3 separate regions of the Oryctolagus cuniculus genome follow, and all the other regions are linked to region 1. A link is a contact called in public Hi-C data. All regions are on one chromosome and are shown on one strand. The core of a region is the stretch at or near the end of the contact, and the rest is flanking DNA. Distances in the headings are between cores, read along the strand shown. Region 1 overlaps ASAP1 (ArfGAP with SH3 domain, ankyrin repeat and PH domain 1). Region 2 overlaps ASAP1 (ArfGAP with SH3 domain, ankyrin repeat and PH domain 1). Region 3 holds the start of ASAP1 (ArfGAP with SH3 domain, ankyrin repeat and PH domain 1).

Evidence for each region. Hi-C and Micro-C count contacts between places; a contact is called where the count stands out from the background.
Region 2: a Hi-C map of embryonic fibroblasts shows a contact between it and region 1, with 2.7 times the contacts expected there. The contact joins two enhancer-like sites. A contact is called at or near these places in 5 of 6 Hi-C or Micro-C datasets (ear pinna, embryonic fibroblasts, psoas muscle and 2 more).
Region 3: a Hi-C map of an unstated tissue shows a contact between it and region 1, with 2.0 times the contacts expected there. The contact joins the promoter of ASAP1 here to the enhancer-like site in region 1. A contact is called at or near these places in 2 of 6 Hi-C or Micro-C datasets (ear pinna and an unstated tissue).

The regions. Positions count from the first base shown.
Region 1 is chr6:155,846,836-155,851,518 of mOryCun1.1, forward strand. All of the region lies in intron 5 of ASAP1 (ArfGAP with SH3 domain, ankyrin repeat and PH domain 1), which reads right to left. Among named protein-coding and RNA genes, the nearest start is that of CYRIB, 150 kb to the left of the region's middle. Within about 2 kb of position 2,791, at least 1 of the 8 cell types and tissues checked has an H3K27ac peak or open chromatin away from gene starts, as enhancers often do.
Region 2 is chr6:156,016,479-156,020,687 of mOryCun1.1, forward strand. ASAP1 (ArfGAP with SH3 domain, ankyrin repeat and PH domain 1) reads right to left here. Exons shown (of 29, transcript XM_051844826.2): 3 at 1,045-1,171. Among named protein-coding and RNA genes, the nearest start is that of ASAP1, 83 kb to the right of the region's middle. Within about 2 kb of position 1,578, at least 6 of the 8 cell types and tissues checked have an H3K27ac peak or open chromatin away from gene starts, as enhancers often do.
Region 3 is chr6:156,099,338-156,103,462 of mOryCun1.1, forward strand. ASAP1 (ArfGAP with SH3 domain, ankyrin repeat and PH domain 1) reads right to left here and starts at 1,976. Exons shown (of 29, transcript XM_051844826.2): 1 at 1,838-1,976. LOC127490767 (a long non-coding RNA gene) reads left to right here and starts at 2,309. Exons shown (of 3, transcript XR_007919181.2): 1 at 2,309-2,937; 2 at 3,710-3,967; 3 at 4,104-4,125.

The sequences.
Region 1 (4,683 bases), core at 1,541-4,040:
AGGAGGCAACACTGTCTTCATGTAACTGACAAGAAAACATTGCCATCTGCTGCCTCCTTCGCCTGCACAGTTCTGTCCCATTTGCTTAGTCTATAACTTCACATTTTGATACTCATTTTTCTCTTGATCCTCACTGATTTTTCAGAATTCAAAGAGTCCATCTAAATCAGGGATGGGGAACTTCTGGCCCACAGGCCACATAAGGCCCATGAAATCATCTGGTCTGTCCCTACCAAGGCAACTGCAGGCATGACTCGAAATTCAACAAATCTTTACGTTGCTAATTTTGCATGGTCCATGTGATTTATAAATATCCAAATGGCTCTGTAGACAGAAACAAGATTCCCCACCCCTGATCTAGATGGTTACTATCATATTCACCATCAGGTAGTTAACATATTTCAAGGCTACTCTTGCAGAAAAGGAATATTCTTAGATATTATGCTTGTGATGCCAACCGCTGCCAGGAAGCCAAATGAAAGCTTTCTCGACTTGTTAGAATCCAAAAGCAAGAAGTTTTAATTCTCAGTAAAATTAAGTGGTGCTTTAGATAAAGTCAAGTAAATTATTAAACTATTCTGTACAAGCAATTCTCTTAAATAGGAAGTGACAGTCAATTTTAGCAAAGGACTTGACTTGGACCAAAGGGGTACACTTGGTTAATGCTGGCTCAGTTTAAGACACAGTTTATAAAGTATTTTCTTGTCTTAATACTGAAGTATGACTCTCCATCAAGTGTGTCAACCACTGCCTTAATGCTGCTTAATATTTCTATTTAAGGAAAATAGTCTCTGGTAGCCTGAGAGAATAGGTTCATAAACATCTACTACCTATTTATGGCTCAGTTCAAGGGTTCCTCTTCCTCAAAGCCGTCCTTGATATCCGCCTTCCCCCTTCCTGGGTGAATTACTGAGTGAACGAATGAATGAACCTGCCTCTGGTGACCTCACCTGGGAAGTGGTAGAGCAGAAGCTCGAACTCAGTTATATCTGACTTCAAAGTTGTGCTACTTCTGCTCATTCTTTTAACTTTCAATTTTTTTAATTGCTTCACATAGCTGGGGCAGTAACTCAGTAAAAAGCCCATTCAATGTTAATGGAAGATATAGTAAGACGCTAGTACACGAATGAATCGGTAGGCTATTTCATGTTTAAACTTAAGGGTATCAAAGGCACCAGAGGGGACAAAATAAAAAGGCAAGGTGTAAAAAAGGAGCCACCCTAAAAAGAATTAGAATTAAAGCCCTGGCCTGAGGCATTGGCATCCCATATGGGCTCCAGTTTGAGTCCCAGCCACTCCACTTCCAACCCAGCTCTCTGCTATGGCCTGGGAAAGCAGCAGAGGATGGCCCAAGCGCTTGGGCTCCTGCACCTGCATGGGAGGCCTGGAAGAAGCTCCTGGCTCCTGGTTTTGGATCAGCATAGCTCCAGCCTTTGTAGCCATCTGGGGAGTGAACCAGCAGATGGAAGACCTCTGTGTGTGTGTGTGTGTGTGTGTGTGTGTCTATTTTGGTAACTGTCTCTTTCAAATAAATAAAATACATCTTTGAAAAACATTAGAAATTATATATTGAAATATAGTTAGAAATAAATGCTAAAAGGGCAAAACTGAACTGCAATAAAGTTGAACAAAGAGACAGTAAATGAAATGGATCACTCAATCCAGCAAAACATCTAGATCACATTTCTCAAAGTGGTTTCACGGAAAGTTAATGTTTCTTATACAACAGGAAAGTCTGTGTTGAAATAAGTTAGAAAGCATTGAATTGGTCAGGCATCTTTATTACAGGATGTCTCCAATAATTTAACAGACCCATGTGTACTGTAAAACCCCCTGGGAAATATGCAGTGCTTCTCAACCCAAAACTCTTATCAAAGAGCAAGGCATGGGATTACAGTTTCAGTCTCACACTTCGATACCCTTGTTCCCAGGCAGGAAAGAACCAGACCCATAGGACATGACAACTGTTGTGCAGGGTGTTCACAGATGAAAGAACCGAAGTGGCTTGTACAATCTATGTTCCTGGCACTGGCTGACGTCAGAGCAGAAGTAGGCGCCCCAGCTGGGCTGCAGGACTTCCCAACCGTCTGGGTCTGGAAGGGGTCACTTGGCCTTAAGGGCCCCAGCACGTGGAGGTGAGCAGAGACTCAGAGGCAACGTGATACTGAAGAATGTCAAAACGATTCAAGACCTAATATTTTGTATGAAACAGCTAGGCAGAATGGGACAATCTGGATGAAAAATGGTAAATCAAAGACGAGTGGAAGGGGTCAAAGGAGTGGGGGAGGGTTTCCCAGATTCTCTGAGTCAAGGAAAGAGCCTGCAACTGCTTTTCACAACCACCTCCAGATCTGGGCCTAGGGTTCCGTAGGCTTCTGGGAGGAAGAGCACGTGGACAGAGGGCTGTGAATGATGATCTTACAACAGTGTTTGTCTTATGCCTGTAAAACCTTTGCCATTGTTTTATTTGCTGCTCTTTTAATTTAAGCTAACTTAAAAGTAAATTCATAGTATGTCCATAGAAAAATGTCTCTACCTCTCAGGAGGCGTATGTGTTGGTTCTGGTAGCTACTTAACACTCTGTGATCTAGTTCCCTCAGCTGTTAACTAAGGACATGATGGTTATTACCCAGTAGGACTGATGTGAGAAGTAAAGGAGGCCATATATGGATGAGGGAGGAACAGTAATTCTCCCCAAACACTACAATTCCTCTCATAGGTGGAGCCACAACACAGTTCAAACCAATGAACTAAAACCTCTGGGGAAGCTGTGAGAAGTCTTCATGTGACTGTCTGGTCTCTCTCTTGCCCTGCTATGGAAAACCCCACTGAGAAGGAGAAGCCTCCATCTGCTCTGCTTAAGTGTCTGAGCCACTGTTAACAGAAAGAGATGAGGAAGTGAGGAGTTACATGGGCTAACGGGCAGTTAGGTTAGTTAACGGCACTTAGCGTTACCAACGCTAGACAGGATTGTAATCCCCACCTTCTGATTAGCTGTTGTTCTGCTCCTCTCCTGATTGGTTAAATATAGGTTTGGTTTTCAGAAAGGGGCCAATCAGACAGATATTTCATGTTTACAAAGTGCAGACACTGGCAAGCTTCTTTGGCAACTCCTCCCTTGGAGCTCCTCTCCTGACTGCTGCTGCAGGAAGTTCCTCACTTTCAATAAATCTTGCCTTGCTCACCATCCCCGTCTGTGTGGAAATTCTTCTTCTAGGTGAGACAAGAACTGAGGTTGCTGTCATTACTATGTGGAACAGATCTTCTCCCTAATACAAAGAGGAAATAAACCTCGACCATGTAAAGCCACAGAGATTTGAGCATTAATATTTTACTGAAGCACATTCTTGTCTATCCTAACCAGTACAGCATGGAGGTGCCTAAGACAGTGTCTTGAATATATTTAGCACAATATAAACGTAAGCTATTGGGGCTGGCATCGTGGTATAGTAAAGCTGCTGCCTGTGACACTGGCATCCCATATGAGTGCTAGTTCATGTCCTGGCTGCTCCACTTCTGATCCAGCTTCCTGCCTGGGAAGGCAGTGGAAGACAGCCCAAGTGCCTTGGGCCCTTGCTATCCACATGTGAGACCTGGAAGAAGCTCCTGGCTCCTGGTTTCAGCCTGGCCTAGTGCTGGCTGTTGCAGCAACCCAGGGAATGAACCAGGTGGAAGATCTCTGTCTCTTGCCTCTTTCTGTAAATCTTGATTTTCAAATAAATAAATATTTTTTAAAATGCAAACTATTATTACACATATAAGCAATAGTAACCATAAGAATAAAAATAATGGGACAAGCATTTGGTCTACCCATTAAGAGGCTGGTTAAGATGCCTGTGTAGCATATCAAGAGTGTCTGGGTTTCAGTTCTGAACTCTAGCTCCTGAGTCTAACCTCTTGCTGGAGCAGACCCTGTAGGCAGCAGTGATGGCTCCAATAATTGGACTCTGCCATTAAGAGCTACCTGGATTGAGTTTCCAGGTCCCAGCTTCAGGCTGGATTAGCCCCAGCTGTTGGCAGACATTTGGGGAGCAGGCCAGTGGATGGGAGCACTCTTGTCTCTCCCTCTCATATAAAAAACATTTTAAAAATAAAATAATGAACTTTACCTTCCTGAAAGCTCTATGAGCAAGACCAGCTGTTCTTTTTTTTGCAGAAGAGGTATGGATAAACATATGTCAAGAATGCCATAAAGTATTCCAGTGCCAACCACTCTCGTTGATAGTCAGTTTCCTTTCATGGTTAATGAAACTGCATCCCCCCCAAAAAATGGTTTCTCTCTTTCTCTTCCCACCACCCCCAAAGTTTTTAAGTTTTAAAAAATTATTTCTGTCTATTTGGAAGGCAGAGGGAGGGAGAGAGAGAGAGAGAGAGAGAGACAGACAGACAGATATTTGCTGTTATTCTTTCCAAATGCCTGCAATAGCTAGGGCTGAGACTGGGACAGGCCAAAGCCAGGAGTCCCAAACTTGATCTGGGTTGCCCACATGGGTGGCAGGAACTCAATTCCTTGAGCCATTCCTGCTTTACCCCCCAGGGTTTCCATTAACAGGAAGTGGGAACTGGAAGCAGAGTCTGGACTCAAACCTAGGTACTCAGACATGAGACGTAAGCTTCCCGTGAACATGTACCCTAGGAGGCAGTGCATAATGGCTCAGGTAACTGGGTGCCTGTCACCCACGT
Region 2 (4,209 bases), core at 328-2,827, 170 kb after region 1:
TAACCCACCGGAAGAAATCCACGCCCCTTCCTAACTTCCGCCCAGTGCTGCCTTTTACAGGTGGGATAGCTCTGCTTGCTGGGGGTGAGTGGGTGCTGCTTGATGGGGTCTTGAGTTCCAGGGCAAATGCCCTATTTTGAATTGAGTTTCCAGAGGCTTCTGTAATTCTGGGTTTGTGGTTTCCTCCTTACCTAACCTTTCATCCCACCCTGTTAATTCACTTAAAATTTTAAAGGAATGGCTTTGCCCTTGGCCCAGCCCCCAAACACCCCACTGCTTTCGTGCAGGGTGGTCCAGTTCTTTCTGCAGCCTTAGGCCTCGCTACTCCCGGTTTGGTCAGCTCATCCAGACCTCCCTCCACAGCCTGCTAGAGCCCTGCGGGCAAGTCCTGCCCGAGCAGCAGCCCAGAGACCCAGCAGTCTCCAGGTGGGGATCTCTGCGTACGCACCTCTTTTCACCTGCGCTGTTCGCAGTAAGGACTAGCGAGGAGGAGTCCTGGGGCGGAGAAAATCCCAGCCTGAGCTCCTCATTCCTTTGGGATTTTTCCACCGGCCCTTATCTCTGCAGCTGGGTCTGCGGGCGCGGCTGGGCCGTGGAAAGGCGCATTCGCTGCCCGTCTCCCAGTCCCTTGCTAGTGACCTTGGCCACGCCGCTTCGCCTCTCTGCCCTCGGTGGCCTGATGCTACCTACTTGGCGGGTTGTAGGAGGGTTACGACCATGTGGAAGCGCCCAACAGACTGCCAGACCCTCGGGCAGTGTGCAAGATCGGGAGAGGACTTCCCCCTTCCGCGACCCTCGGAATGTCCAGGGCTCGCTCAGTCCTCTCCCCGCGGCCAGTGCCCGGGCCTGGACACTCGCAGGACCCCGGCAAGGCTGCGCACCTAGGGTGGGGAGGGACCTGCACGTCTGAAGCCCCCGGTTCACTCGGACAAGGGCGGGGGGGGGGTCCCAGAGGGGCGTGGCTCCCCCGGCACCCAGGCTGGGAGAGCAGAGCCAGCCTGCAGCGGCCGGCGGGGACCGCGAGCGTCCCCCGGCCCGACCTACCTCCTCCAGCAGCGTGACTGTGTTCCTGCAGTTGTGCAGCCGCGTGGTGAAGCTGGACGTGGTGGGCGAGTTGTAGTCCTCGGTGGTCTCGGCGATGAACTCGGACACGGAGATCTGGTCCGGCATCCTGCCGGGGGGGTCGAGACACAAGCGGGGGCGCGGGGTGAGTCACGGCGCAGGCTCCCGGGGCCGCGGGCCGCCCGGCGGCTCATGAACGCCCCGCCGCAGCCCGCAGCCCGCCGCCGGCGCCCGGCCTGCGTCCCCGGAGGCGGAGGCAAGAAAAGTCCGGCGGGGGTTTAGGAGAGCGGCGGAGATCGGCGCGGGGCCCTTCAAACTCCGAGCCACGCGCGAGGCAGGGGGCTCTCAGGGACCCGCCTCCCTCTGCTCATGCCGGCGACGGCGGCGGGAGAGGGGTCGGGGATCGGCGGGCGTCGCGCGCGCGGGGCAGATCGGGCGGCTCGCCCAGCTCCTCGGCAATCTGACAGGCGACCGCGAGGGCCCGACTGACTGACTGACTGGGCGCGCACTCCCGCGGGCGGCGCTTCCAGCTCCAGTCACGGGGACAAACAAGGAAGTGCTCTGCGCACGCGCCGCCGCCCCTCCGCCCGCGCGCCGCCCCCGGCCCGGCCCCCGCCCCCGCCCCCGCCCCCGCCCCCGCCCCGCGCGCGCCGCCTCGCGGGCCTCGTTCCGGCCGCGGCGGGTCGCGGGGCTCCGGAAGCCCGCGTCCCCGGCGATCCGTCGCCGGCCGCCCCCGGCGCGGTGACTTCAGAGGGCTCATTAACGCGTTTTTGCCGGGGGGGTGGCGGGACCGAAAAAAGTTGTGCGTGTTCTTTTTTAGTCCCGTGTGGGTGCAGGAAGCGAGGCCGCGAGAGCCGCCTCCTGCTGCGAGGGCCGCGGGCCGGGCGCGGGGCACAGGGGCGGGGAGCCGGCTCGGCGGCTCGGGCTTGCAGCTGACCGCTCGCTCTCCCGGCGCAGGGAGCGCACCGCGTCTGGAAGGCTAGTCCCGTGCAGTGTGCTTGGGTCGCTAAACTACTGGGAGAAGGCAAATGAAAGGTGGTTTTAATTTTTGTAATCTTTCATTTGCGCCTTTTTTTAAGACCTGGAGGAAGGACGATGTCAAGGGGGTGTAAAAGGCATTCCCCGAGGCGCGAATGGTGCTCAACAGATGCCAGATTTCAGCGGAAAAAGTATGAGTGCACTCCTGGCTGAGCCATCCAGCAGACGGCTTTAAAAAATGTTTTTTATTTAAATCTTTATTTGAAAGAGTTACATAGAGGCAGAGAGAGAGGCCTTCCGTCTGCTGGTTCACTCCCTAAATGGCTGCAACAGCGGGAACTGCGCCAATCTGAAGTGAGGGGCCAGGAGCTTCCTCCAGGTCTCCCACGCGGGTGCAGGGGCCCAAGGACTGGGGTCACCTTCTACTACTTTCCCAGGCCAAAGCAGAGAGCTGGATTGGAAGTGGAGCAGCTGGGATTCAAACCGGCACCCACATGGGATGCCGGCACTGCAGGCAGCGGCTTTACTGCTATGCTACAGCTCCAGCCCTGCAGCTTTTTAAAACTAAATCTACTTAGTCCCAAGAATCCTTTTAGTTTCTCGCTACTGACTGCAGATGAAATTCATTTTAAAACGAAGAAAAGGGGGAAAAAAAAAAAAAAGCTAGGCACTTAGGAAGCTTAGCAGTGAGTGGAGCCAACAGGAGAGAAGACAGCAGTCCCTTGGGGCTGAAGGCTGGCCCTGTGGCCTCCCCGGGTTGAGCTCTGCCATCCGGTACGGTACGGTGTCCCTTCAGGTCCTCACCCCTGGCTACAACCGACTAGCCAAAGGCAGGGTTCTTGTCTTAGCCTTGGGCCCAACCGTGGTGCCAGGTGGTTGTCAAAATGCATCAGCACAGTCAACAGTCAAGCACCTACTTTGCACCCTGGAAATCCAATCACAACAATGTCACTGCTCTGAGTACGGAAGCAGACAACCAGCAAATACGCACTGCAGCGTGCAGTAAATAAGAACACAAGTGATGGAGTTGCTACAGGATAAGGAATGTGCAGACAGGCCTCTCTGACAAGGTGACATGCCGAACAAGAAGAATGAGGGAGGGGAGCCACACAGACAGGCAGCCCTCAGCCCTCAGCTGCCTCACTTGAAGGGAAAGATAAGGGTCCCAGCCCAGGAGGCTGTTACGGAGTTCAATGGCAATGGACAAGATCCTGTGCTTTGTGCCGCTCAAAGTGGGAGGAGTTTATCTCCCAGGACTGCCCCACTGTGCTCCTGGGAAGTCCAGTGAGGCGCTCACTGGTGTCCTAGGTGGGGCCATGCTGCAGGTGGGCATCTTGTAAGAGAATGAATGCACATGGATAATACCCTCCCAGAGCAACATGAAGTGCTGAGAAACCTACTTGGAGAGATAGTCTTAAAAAACAGTATACAGCCGGCGCCGCGGCTCACTAGGCTAATCCTCCGCCTAGCGGCGCCAGCACACCGGGTTCTAGTCCCGGTCGGGGCGCCGGATTCTGTCCCGGTTGCCCCTCTTCCAGGCCAGCCCTCTGCTGTGGCCAGGGAGTGCAGTGGAGGATGGCCCAGGTGCTTGGGCCCTGCACCCCATGGGAGACCAGGAAAAGCACCTGGCTCCTGCCATCGGATCAGCGCGGTGCGCCGGCCGCAGCGCGCCAGCCGCGGCGGCCATTGGAGGGTGAACCAACGGCAAAGGAAGACCTTTCTCTCTGTCTCTCTCTCTCTCTCACTGTCCACTCTGCCTGTCAAAAAAAAAAAAAAACAAAAAAAAACAAAAAAAAAAACAAAAAAAAAACAGTATACAAATTAACAGGCATCCACTTGTCCTCACTCGTTCCTCAAAAGCTTGATTTGGGACATAACCAAGTTTGAGGTCCTTGAGAGAGAGCCAGGTGGAGATAGCAGGCAGTGGAAGATCTGTACCTGGAAGTCTCTTTTTGTGTTGTAGTCTGACAGGAACTTGGGCCACCCAGGAGAAAATCCTACCTCTTTTTCCTGCATCTGGAAAGTTCTATGACTCCAGGCAAATATGGCCCCGACTAGCTTGGATACCTAAGCTCCCTGAGCCCCAGTAATCTCATGTACTCCACAAAGCACTGAGAACAAAACACCAGGCACTTAGACTTCTCTGCACTCCAAGATGGCTTACCTTTC
Region 3 (4,125 bases), core at 726-3,225, 250 kb after region 1:
AAACACGAGGGATGAGTCGATAGGGACGATGCTGGAGCAGCTGCCCCAGCGAACACGAGTTCCCTTCTTCCACACAGGACTTGATCTGAATGCACACATCCATCCTTGGTCTGCAAGGCTCACAGCAATTGTGAAAATCTGGCTCAGTGCGGCTTGTAAGGACTGGAGAGGTGGAGTGAATTTCAATTTCTTTCACCAAATGGCAAGCTTGCAAAAAAAAAAAAAAAAAAGTCCTTTCTCTCAACATGATCACCTACTAAAAACAAAAACCCAGCCATCAGCGCTCTCGTGAGAAGAAAAATAGATGGATGGCTTAGCTCACAAGAAAGAGGAGTGCTGGAAATGAACCCCAGAGAACATCATAGGGTACGCTACGTGCTACGACACCGCCCTTATTGTGGACTTGAGAGCTTTCAATTTTCCACAAAAGAATGGGATGGAGAAAGGTAACTTCCCATGTAATAAGCCACCCATTTGTATTTCAGGTCCATCTGGAGGTTGAACAGTAAGCGTTGGGCAATTTTTTAACCCTCCTCCTCAAATACGAATTTTGAGATAACGGAACGTCTCACAAACAGCAGGGACAGGTAAGAGAGAACAGAAGGCGCCACACAGGTGAGGGCGGCAAGGCACGCACCTCTGTTCAATCCTGCCCATGGCTGCAGACCTTAATGCGATGCAGGCACAGGGTTCGGTTCCAAGACTCAGAAACCAGTCCTGGCCTTGCCACCCACTAGCCATTGACCGTGGCCATAGGCAACTCAGGTCGGCTCCCTGGCCCTCATCTGTGGAACAACAAGAAGCTGACACGGTTGTTCTCAAGGTTCAGACTGTTGCATGGACGTCCCCAGACTGGACGTAACGCCTGCCACCCAGCAGCCCTCAAATCGCCAAGCGTGAACGCCTCGGGGCGAGGTGTATGTCCAACAGACATACAGCCGGCCTAAACGTGGTTTTACAATCCCGGTCCTGTGGTCATCCCAGAATCAACTGTGCCTAGACAACCCCGCTGGGCAGACCTGGTGGGGGAGGGTGCGCCAAGGGAGAGGGAGTCGGGGTTCCCCTGACAGGGACAGCCAAGGCTGAGGTCAAGTTAACGCCGGCCAGCAGTGGCCCACGGGGCCCGCTGCATGACTGGAGAAACCGCTTAGGGCGTGCGGGAGAAGCCGCCGGACGCCCGCGAGTTTCTTTCTTTTAAACTTCTTGTTGCTTTCAGCAAAAGCAGCAGGTCCCCCAAGTGATCCAAGCGGAACACACCACCCTGTACTTCCCGCGAGGAGACGCCGAGCCCCACGGGGGAAATTTCCCCTCACTTTTCCCTTCGTTTCCTTTCTCTGGTTTGGAGCAAGTGGCCTAGGGCCTGCGTGGCAGCGCCGTGTCCGGGCGGGGAACTTTCCCGACCACGCCAGAGAGACAATGCCGCGGCCAAGCGCCCGCGCCTCCGCGCCGGAGGGCGCCCCCACGGCGGGGTCCCCGGCGCCAGGCGCGCTGCCCCGGCCTCCCTCGAGGAAGGGGGCGCCCAGCCACCCAGGGCGGCCCCCGCCCCCATCGCGGCGCCTCTGCAGAGCCGGGGCTCCCGCGCGCGCAGCCCAGGCCCCCTCTCCCGAGCCGGGGACGCGGAGCCCCTGGGCGGCCTCGGCGGCCCTGCAGAGCGCGGCCGTGCGCACAGCACACTGCCCTCCTCCCCGCTCCGACCCCGCCAGAGCGGGACGCCTCTCCGGGAAAGGACCCGCCAGCCCACCCGGCGCCCCGGCCCGGCCCCGCCGAGCGCGGGGTCAAGCGACCGCGGGCCAGCCCGCCCGGCCCCGCCAAGCCCGCCCGGGTGCCCGCAACTCACCGGGACCGGGCGGGCGGCTGGGCATTATTCCATCGCGGGCTCGGCGCCGGCTCCCCAGCGGCGGCGCACACGCCCGCGCCCCGGCAGCCCTCGGCCGGGCGTTCGCGGCTCTCGGGTCGGAACCGGGCTGCGGCCGGCGGACAGCCGGCGGGGCGGGAGGCGCGGGCCGGGCTGCCCGAGCGCAGAGTGGCCGCCCGCGGCGGCGGCGAGGCGAGGCGAGGCGCGGGAGCCGAGCGCGGCGCAGGAAGGGGCGGGCGACCATGTGCAAGGGGGAGGAGGCGGCGGCGCGAGCGGCTCGCACGATCCCGCTCGGCGGCGGAGGGCGCGGGTTTCAGGAAATCCAAACACTTCGACAGGAAATCGGAATCCTGACTAAGCATTCCCGGCCCGGGCCGCTCCGCGCCGGGGGCTCCCGCCTCACTTAACCCTTGGCCCGCCGGCACGCAGGCACCGGGGCGCAGTGGCCGCAGCGGCTGGGGACGCGCGGGGTCTCCGGCTCCCCTGCGGCGGCGGGCGTCCTGCCCCCGGGTCCCCTCTCCCCCGCTGGCTTCCCTGCGCCTCGCCGGGCGGTGGAAGGGGTGGGATTTATCCCCGGAAAACCTTGGCCTTGGGAGGTGCCTGTCCAAGGCCGGAACAGCGCCAGAGGACCTCAGCCTCACTCCGGTGCTGTGAGGTTTGCTCCCCAGTTTTGATCAAAGAAATGACTTCGCCTCGCTTTGTCCCTGCAGTTTTCTTCATGTTGCCCGGTGCACAAGTAGTGGTAGTGTGGACAGCATCGTGAGGGCTGGGGTCCCTGATCCGGGATGCAGATGGCTCTACCTTTTTTCTTCCCCCTGTGGTAACCTTGAGTCACTTCTCCGAGCCTCAATGTCCTCAAATAAGACAGAGGTTCGATTTGGAAACCAAGTGTTTAGCCATGCTATTCTTGCTATTGCCGTGCAGCGACTCGAGAGAAAAGAGGACTTTAACTTGTGGGGTGTGCCCCGGGCTTATCTGTGCCAACTTACAGAGCCAGAGGCAGCCAGCGGTGTTTCCTCCTAACGATTGGGTGATTATTCTTCTTTGCAGCATTTCGGCAACTGCTCTCTGCAGAGGAAAAGGTTAGTAGCTGGGGCCGGACCCCCTTCTGGTGAAATCTGAAACTCCCGCAAATGTGGGCGTTTGCCCTGAACCTGGGAGTCAGGACGTGGGGCTGGGGCAGGGGGTGTTTGAAAATCACGCTGGGTTTCAGAAGCTTGGGGAAAAGCAGTCAACCTCTGCACAGACAGACTGGATGGCCCGTGCGAGTGAATCACTGTGGTTTCCCACGGAAATGCCACATTTTGGGGGTGCTTTACCTGGGGATGCGGCTTGGTGGTTTGGCTCTAAGTGTTTCAGATTCCTCCGAAACCCAGTCAGACTTTGAAGAGGGAACAACATGACTGTGATTGAAAACAGAAGGCTCAAATGAACCAGCCAGGAACTGAAAGTTGGGTACCAGCTCCTCATTTCCAAGCAGGGGACAGTTAGGTTCAGACCCAGATTCGCCTCTCTTCTGCAACTGTCTGTGGTCAGAAGCAGTAGGACAAGGTCTGGGCTGGGCACTGGGAGTCCAGGGTTCTGCCCCAGGACCTTTGCAGCTGCGGTCCCTCTGCCTGGAAGAATTTCCTCGTGACTGTTGTTGGCACACACCTCACGGTTCCTCCGAGGGGCTTTTCCCAGCCATTTGCTATGCTTGTCTCTGGAATGTGCATCCCTCCCCGATGTCACCTACGCTGTTCTATTACTTCACAGCTCTTGCCATTATTTAACTTAGCCCATTTATTTGGCTGCTTATTCATCACGTACCCCACTCCCACCCCCATGTCCCATGCGTAAACTGCGTTACCACAGGATCCTTGCCGGTCTCCACTCCTGTGTCCCAGGCCAACAGCACTGCTGGCCCACTGCAGACCCTCAGTAAAGACATCGTGAATGAATGAAGTGGCACAGAAGACGTGGGTTGCAGCTTTGGCCCTCACCCAAGGCAGGGGGATTCACTCCATCGCTCAGCTTCTGTGTCTTCTCCTTTGGTGGGGAAACCACGGGAGCCCTGCATGAAATGGAAGAAACATCAGATGCCTCTATTAACGGTTCTGGAAAGTTAGAACTGTAAGTAATTAAGACTGTCAGCCAAGGCAACTGTAGTCTCATTGGTATGGTCCCAGTTAATTACTGCTCCCTCCTTAGTGCTTCCCCAGCGTGTTTGTTCTCTGAGAGGTCTTAGTTTTCACATTGCATTCCACAGTAAAGCCTCCGTCTGCAGCGCC